Regions from separate parts of the Hordeum vulgare genome. Here region 2 is linked to region 1. A link is a contact called in public Hi-C data. All regions are on one chromosome and are shown on one strand. Each heading gives the region's core, a stretch centred on a gene start, on an enhancer-like site or on the middle of the called end of the contact. The rest is flanking DNA. Distances are from core to core; before and after follow the strand shown. Region 1 has its middle 26 kb from the start of LOC123448148. Region 2 has its middle 450 kb from the start of LOC123448150.

What was found. Hi-C and Micro-C count contacts between places; a contact is called where the count stands out from the background.
Region 2: a Hi-C map of leaf shows a contact between it and region 1, with 4 times the contacts expected there. The contact joins two enhancer-like sites. A contact is called at or near these places in 2 of 6 Hi-C or Micro-C datasets (both in leaf).

What each region holds. Positions count from the first base shown.
Region 1 is chr4H:134,591,878-134,595,575 of MorexV3_pseudomolecules_assembly, reverse strand. No RefSeq gene overlaps it. Among protein-coding and RNA genes, the nearest start is that of LOC123448148, 26 kb to the right of the region's middle. Within about 2 kb of position 1,910, at least 3 of the 3 cell types and tissues checked have open chromatin away from gene starts, as enhancers often do. A contact at or near this core is called in leaf, where this site is marked.
Region 2 is chr4H:135,044,455-135,047,990 of MorexV3_pseudomolecules_assembly, reverse strand. No RefSeq gene overlaps it. Among protein-coding and RNA genes, the nearest start is that of LOC123448150, 450 kb to the left of the region's middle. Within about 2 kb of position 2,135, at least 2 of the 3 cell types and tissues checked have open chromatin away from gene starts, as enhancers often do. A contact at or near this core is called in leaf, where this site is marked.

The sequences.
Region 1 (3,698 bases), core at 661-3,160:
CGGTAGCAGCGGGCCTCCGACCCTTCCCCTCCTAGCTCGGTTGGCGTGGGGCAGCCCAGAACCTCGTGGTACTCCTTGGTGGCAATGGCTCGGCGCGGCGGCGGGGCTTCCCCTGGTGCGGAGTGAGTGGTCTTGGTGGCGGTGGTGCTGTCGTTGGTGGTCGGGCGGCAGTTGGTGGTGCTCTGGCCCTGCAGGCCTAGATCTGAGCCCCTAGGGCCCGATTTGGGTCAGGTCGGGCCTGCCTCGTTGCCTCTGGTTGGCCTGCGGCGTGGCTCGCGGCGGGGATGACTGCATCGACGCTGCTCCGCTGCAGCGTGGCGTTGGGAGCTTCATGGGCTTGTCCATGCCCGACTGAGCTTTTGGGCTGCATGAGGGTAGCGGCGGCGGCGGCGGCCTACGTGTAGCAGCACGGCGACGGGGACTTTATGAGCTCCGGGGCTTGGTCGGGCCTATTTGGCCTGGTGTGTCCCTGCTGTTGTGTGCAGTCGGCACCCGCCGACGGCGGTGGAGGACGTCCTCCGGATGGTTGCGATGCTACCGCCCTCCGGTTCCAATGGCTCGGTGTGCTCTTGTCGTCTTGTCCGGACGACAACTGTCTTGGATGGTGGAGGTGGTTCCCTCCTACGTGGTTGTCCTCCTGTCAGACCTTGTCTTCGGGTGATTCGCCTCAGACTGACCAGCCTTGCTACGTTGGCTATGGTGAGACGACGATGATGACTGCAAGGTCGTGGTGGCGTATGTTGGTGGATGGCATGCTTAGCGGAGCGCCTCTAATTGTCCGGGAGGTGGTGGTTTGGGGGTTGGGAGAAATTCTTGCCATTTGACACCGACACGGTGACGCTTGAGAGTGTCACCCTTCCTTCTTGAAGGGTGTCGGGTGTATCTCCTCCCCACTCCCCGGAGCATACTGAGGGAAACCCTAGGACCTGTCCGGGCAGCAGTGTCGTAGTCGTCACTATCCTTCTTGTAGGTGCTACTTGGTACGTGATGAATGAGAGTGCTTGAATCGTGGTGGGAATATTTTGGAGGGGACACAACGGTGTCGGGTCATTGTTGTTTTCGTTGATCCGTCAGTGTTGGCATTGATTTCTCTTTTTTTTTGCATGAATGTGTTGTTTACCCCAACAATGGTTTCACGTTATATTGTATGGTTGCTATAGCGAGGCGAAAGCCTATTTCATGATGTTTGATGCGACATAGAGGAAGAAAACATAAATTATCCTTTGAATAGGGGATTAGTTAGAGTTGTCCTTAGTTTTCTTGGTGTTTGTGCAGCGAGACGTGAAGTATAAACCGTGGTTTAAGCATTAGATGAGGGAATAAATCGGTAGATTTCTCTGTCCATTCTCATGATAGACAGGATGACTTATTCTTCAGTTTTGATGGCACTACCCTCTCGAGACGAGTCAACTCCAACCTACGTACTACTTCCCCGTTTCCAAATAATTATAGTTAAAAGAAATTAGTCAAATATAGTTGGGGGAAACTAGAAACCCAACTACAGCTAGTTCGTGGGTTTAATTAGTTAGCCAAGGACGTCCTGTTGTGCGTGCATGCATCGGGTGTCAACTGTCAGCCTGATAATTGCATGTTTTTCATTCCTGACAAAAGGACACAGCAGATTACATAATTAAAGAAGGTAGATCGATGTCAATGACAGAAGAAAAAGTAAGTACTCCTAGTCGGAAAGGAAAAACAAATGACGTCTTTATGCGTGGGAAAATATACTGTAGCACAATGATGAAAGAAACAGCAACTACACGTTGGAAACGGCTGGAAGCGATGACTATCATGCGTGCATGTCAGCTTCAGGGAAAAGTGTCGACACCCGTCGCTGCACAACGTACGTATAGCCTTTCGGCTCCTGGAATGGAATGCTGTCGTCAGTCGCTGCGCGCGGCGAAGCGGATACCTCCTGGCCGGGCTGCCCGGTCGCGAACCGAGGGGGTACACCAACACCAGCTGGCCGGAGTGGACACTGGGCACTTGGGCAACCACCACCGTTCAACACGTACGGGAACCAATTTCTACTCTTGCCATCTCGCTCAAGCTAGCTAAGATTCCTCTCCTCCTCCGCTTCCTTCTGTGGTGCTGGTGGTGGTGGTGCTGCTGTTCGTGCGTGGTGCTCTTTTCATCCGCGTGACCCGTGAAAGCTTTGTACATCTGTTGACCGATGACTGCGCAACATGCATATTTTGTACCCGTATGTATGCACTCGTGAAAGAATTTTTCTAGAAAAAAGGTATTGATGCTTTTAGAATTTTCTTCCTTTGCAAAATGCTTTTAGAGTCGCCTCGCAAAAACATATATATGCTTTTAGGGCCGATATTGTTTTAACTTATAGAAAAATGATATGGTTCGACCTACGAATTATGGACACGCTCGCGTCCGCCGCCTTGATTGCACGTGATGTGATGGACCTGGCTCCCACAATCTCTCCTTTGTGCAAGAAAGCCTCGCAAGATCACATTGACCTTTGTCACAAAAATGATTAAATTGCAATAAGGCCTCGGCTGCAAAAAAAGGCCTGAACAATATCTTTATTGCAAAAAAGAAAAAACATGGCTTCTGTTGGAAAAAAAAAACTACAACTTGGTCTATATTTAATTTTTTTACAACATGATCCGTGTTACAGAAAATGTCTGCAACATGACCCGTGTTACAAAAAATTATTACAACATGACCTTTGTTGTAATCATAGAGGATGACGTTCCACCGCTCACTCCGCACAATCATACGTCTCACGAGGCGACGGATCTTTTAGAAAGATTCGTCGATCGACGCGTAGCGGCGTCCTAACTTATAGTAGTCGATTAATGTTGTGTATGAAGGAGACCTGCTTCTTTGATTTGTAAGTGAAGATCGTTTCTAACAAGCTAATTTGCTTAAAGGTTTGTTTCACATGCAAACAGAAGGCCTGCCTTTTCTCCAAAATCACAAGTTTCCTTTGAACATCATTATCTCCAAAAGGACCAGGGGGTCTCACCAATAATGCAATGAAAGGTGCCTGACCTGATAGGCATCCATACATAATAGTACAACAACATACCCCTGCCTGTGCCTGTGGGCCCCCTAGCTTCAACGTTTCGACCTTTCAGGGGATGGATCATTTCTCACTTCACTCAGCAAACACCAGATGAATTGGTTTCCACCAACCATATGACCCACTTAATCAATTAAATTTACCTTTCAAAGTTGGCCGGTACAAAAGGAAAACATTCTAGGTAGAGTCACATGCCATCCTTCCCACTTGGTACAATTTGTTAATTATTTTCCTATGCATATATTGGTCACTATTCATGTAATGATGTTTTTAACACCCTATTTGTGGGTGACGGGCCATGGTTAAGACATCCAAATGAAGCTAGCTTCATGTAGCATGAAAATGATGTAAGGGCCAAGGTTCACCATCCATAGCTTTTAGACTATAAAGCTATGAAGGTGATGTTTGTGGCGGCATATCAATTGATGGGATTTCTTTTGACATTCTTCCCCCACTAACATACAATTTAACCGTAAGAAAACAAATCGCGTAGATTCGCTGCAATCGAAAAGATTTTCTCTCCAACTGATGTGCAAGTGTGTGCATGAAAAGTGAACAAAGGATCAAATTTTAATAGTGTCCATCTAATCCCGAGCTCAAATACTCCTCTATGAACACCTGAACGGTACAATAAAAATAAATATTTATTTTATTT
Region 2 (3,536 bases), core at 886-3,385, 450 kb before region 1:
TAAAGCAGAAGTATGGTTTTACGCTTCTCAACGGCCTGAACCTGGGAAAAACTCCCCTCGCGCTTGATCGTTGGCTTTGCTCTTTGTGCAATCCTCTCCCCCGCCGAACCGTAAAGGGATCCACACGACCCCATAGGTGTCGCGCTTCGTTGCCCCGACATCTTTGGCGCGCAAGGTAGGGGGAATAGGTTGCGCTAACCTAACTTAGTAGTCAGCGCATCAATTTCTTCATCGTATTCATCGCCATGGCTCCCAAGAGGAGGGGTTCAACGGCGACTGATCCATTCGCGTACGATATGCTTGCGGTTGCACAGGCAGGCGACGGTATGGACGCGGGCGTAAGAGGCGGAGGTCTTGAGCCTCCACGATATGCTGGCAACCAAAGCGAGGTGAGCGGTGTCATTCGCACCCACAGCAACGACCCGCGCGCCGGTGGGTCTAAGGACGGAGCTATGCGGCCTACGGGCGGCGTAGCAAACTCCAAGGACGAAGGGGCGCCTTCTAAGGCACCCACACCGACACATACACCGTGGCCTTCCCAGGCCGCACGTGACGAGCGGCGCCGCGATGACGGTGGTTCCCAGCATCCCTGAGGGAAGACTCCTGAGCATCATTCTCGGGATATGCAAGGCCAACATGCACGTCGAGAAGCTGGTGGAAGCGGTGTGCGATTGAGGGACCATGTCACACCCCAAAAATTAAAATATATTTCTGAAATAAAATATTGCCTAGAACAAAAATTTTGAGAAATAAATTGATCCATGACTCTTCTCTAAGCCTCTTTAGAAAAACTTTTCCTTCAAGTGGCATTTCAAAGATCATTTAGTGCTTGAGACTTTTTTTAATTTCTTTACTTAACTAAATGTGGATAGTATTTTGGCCATTTCTATTTAAAATCTGATTTCCTGGGTTTTCGATCAATCTTTGAAACACTCCTTTTTCCTTTATAAAGATGCTTTCCCTAAGTGAATGTTTTTGAAAATTTATGTTGGAACCTGAATACTTGCATCAATACATTTCTTTTCTTCTAGCAGTTTCGTGAGAGATTTTATTTAATATTTTGCCAAGGTTTCTTTTATTCATAAATGACTTATATTTTCTTTAAGGGCATGTTTTGCACTACAACCTTGTGATCACTTCTTCTAAAAATTCTATAAAAACTTGAAGATGACGTGTGATGTCCCTGGATCATATTTTTGCGAAAACTTAGCCAAGTGTTTTGAAATATTTAAGCACATTAACTTATTTTCTAATCTGGTCCAGATTTGAGTTTGTACTACAACCCTTGGAAATAATCTTTCAAAAATTCTACAAAAATTTGGGGATGTCAAGTGATGCATGAGATTCACTTTTATGCAAAAAAAAACCCAACCTTGTGCTTTGAAATTCTTTAGCAAAACAACCATCTTTCTGTTCTGGTCTAGTTTGGTACTTTGCACTACAACCATATTTTTCCTTGCTCTATTTGCTTTGATATTTTGCATGCTTGTATGGCACCCAACCAAAACCTTAACCCTAGGAGTTGAGCCCCATTGGATGATTTTAAGTGCATGTGATTTTAGCTTCAAGTTTCTGTCCAGAATAGGTTTTCTCCAAGAGTTGCACTAACCAATTTCTTCTTTTCTCCAACTAACCCTACCACCATTGATAACACCTAGGGAGGGTATGATCTGGAGTTTTTGGGTTACAGAGAAGATCATTCGGAGCCTCTGGCATTTCATCAAGTACTTATGGAGCATGTCGAGATTTGGCATGGCTTTGAACCTGCATTGTGGAGTTGCCTCCCCAGCAAGACCCTCATGTCCAATAGCTTTACCTTACCATCTAACCCACCCTGTTAACTGTTAGCTGCAGCAGATCATGGTAGACCACCCCAGCATTTCATCGAGCACCTGATGAGTATGCTCTGGATGCGCCAGAGCGCGCAAATGGGTGCGAGCACGCCCGAGTCACCGCATCCCTGGCCTTGCCCTTTTACGAACCGTAGAGTCGCATCGTGCCGCGTCAACCCCCCACCCGACCGATAGTCGCCGTCGCTGTGCCCTGCAGCGCCGCCACCAGTGCCCCTCCTGGCAGCTAGCTATTGGCCACCTCCGCAATAGCAGTAACCGCACCGCCCAAGCAACCCCAGCCAGCCAGCTGCCCCTGGACCACCTCCCCTGCACCCTGTGCTTGCTGCCCCGCTGCCCTGCTGCCGTTGCTGCAGTGCTAGCCGTCCCCGCTGCCCCCTGTCAACTTCTGAAGCTCTATCTCCGACGAGCTTATCCGCAACAGCCCCGCAAACCGACATGAGCCGGCTATAAATGGAGTCCTCGAGCTCCTTTGAGCAGCCAGCCCCTTCCCCTAGACCCTCAGAACCCTCCCCTCGCTTCAATTTAGCCAGAGCTGCTCCCCTGCTCCTATGTGACAGTAGCGTCGCTGTCGGCGTTCGACACGATTCAGGAAGCCCGAGCCCCATCGTTCTCCTCTCCCTACCCTGCTAGCCTCTCTGAAGCCCCAGGAACCCATTCCCGGTGTTGCCTCGAGCCATTAGCACCGTAGGCCGAAGCTACGGTCGCTGGAGTTCCCAGGCCGCCGTGGACAGAGGGCACTCGCCCCCGAGCCCCTCCGCGACTCAGGTGCCTCCTGAGGATGGGGCTCTCATCCTATAACTCGTCGGCGTGCTCAGCTCCGGGAGCAGAGCCCCTAGCGTTGACAAGCATCATCGGAACCGCCGTTGCTCCGTGTCTAGTGCACCTAGGAGGTAGAAGAGGAACCCAACAGGCGGGTCTCGCCTGTCGGCGAGCCAGCCCTGAGTGGTGCAGTTCCCCCTGGTACGCTTCCCTGCCGGATAGGCGTATTCTTAGTTTTTTTAGGTAAATACGTTTCCTCTGCGGGAAAGCATACTCTGCCCGAAACGTTTTCTTTATATTTGATTTTAAAAACAGAGTTTGACCAGATCTTTGACTAGCTATAACTTTTAAAATATAACTCCAAATGGAGTGATTCTTTTTTCCTACCACTTTCTAAATGCCTCTAGTTTATTTACTTATTTCTAAAATATTCAAACAACTTTTGTGCGCTATTTTATATTTGTGTGTTAATTCAAATAATTTTTAAAATAGGATTTTGAAGAGAGCATACCTACTCCAAGATGTTGGGGTACACATCACCCTCCGCAAACTCCAAAGGCAAGCATCTTGAATCCAAATTTGCATAAAGTTGTGTGATGTTTGTGGTGGTGCATATACTGCGTGATTGTAGATTATGATAAATAAAATCTCGCATGAAATAATACCTTGCATAAGAGCATGTGATGGATATTGTTGTTGCGAAGTTGTGGAAGGCAAGTGGTGAGTGGTTACTGCCTCATGCTTTGTATGCTACGTTTGTCTGGACAACCTCGGAGTAAGGTGTGTCTGGTGGAAATAAGACCATAGGCTGACACCTCGTGGGACGAGAGTGGTCAGTGAAAGCATGTCGGGGTGTGATGGTGGTAACCCTGAGATAATCTCTTCAGCAAGATTGTGTGGTATAACCATTGCAGGAAAAATATT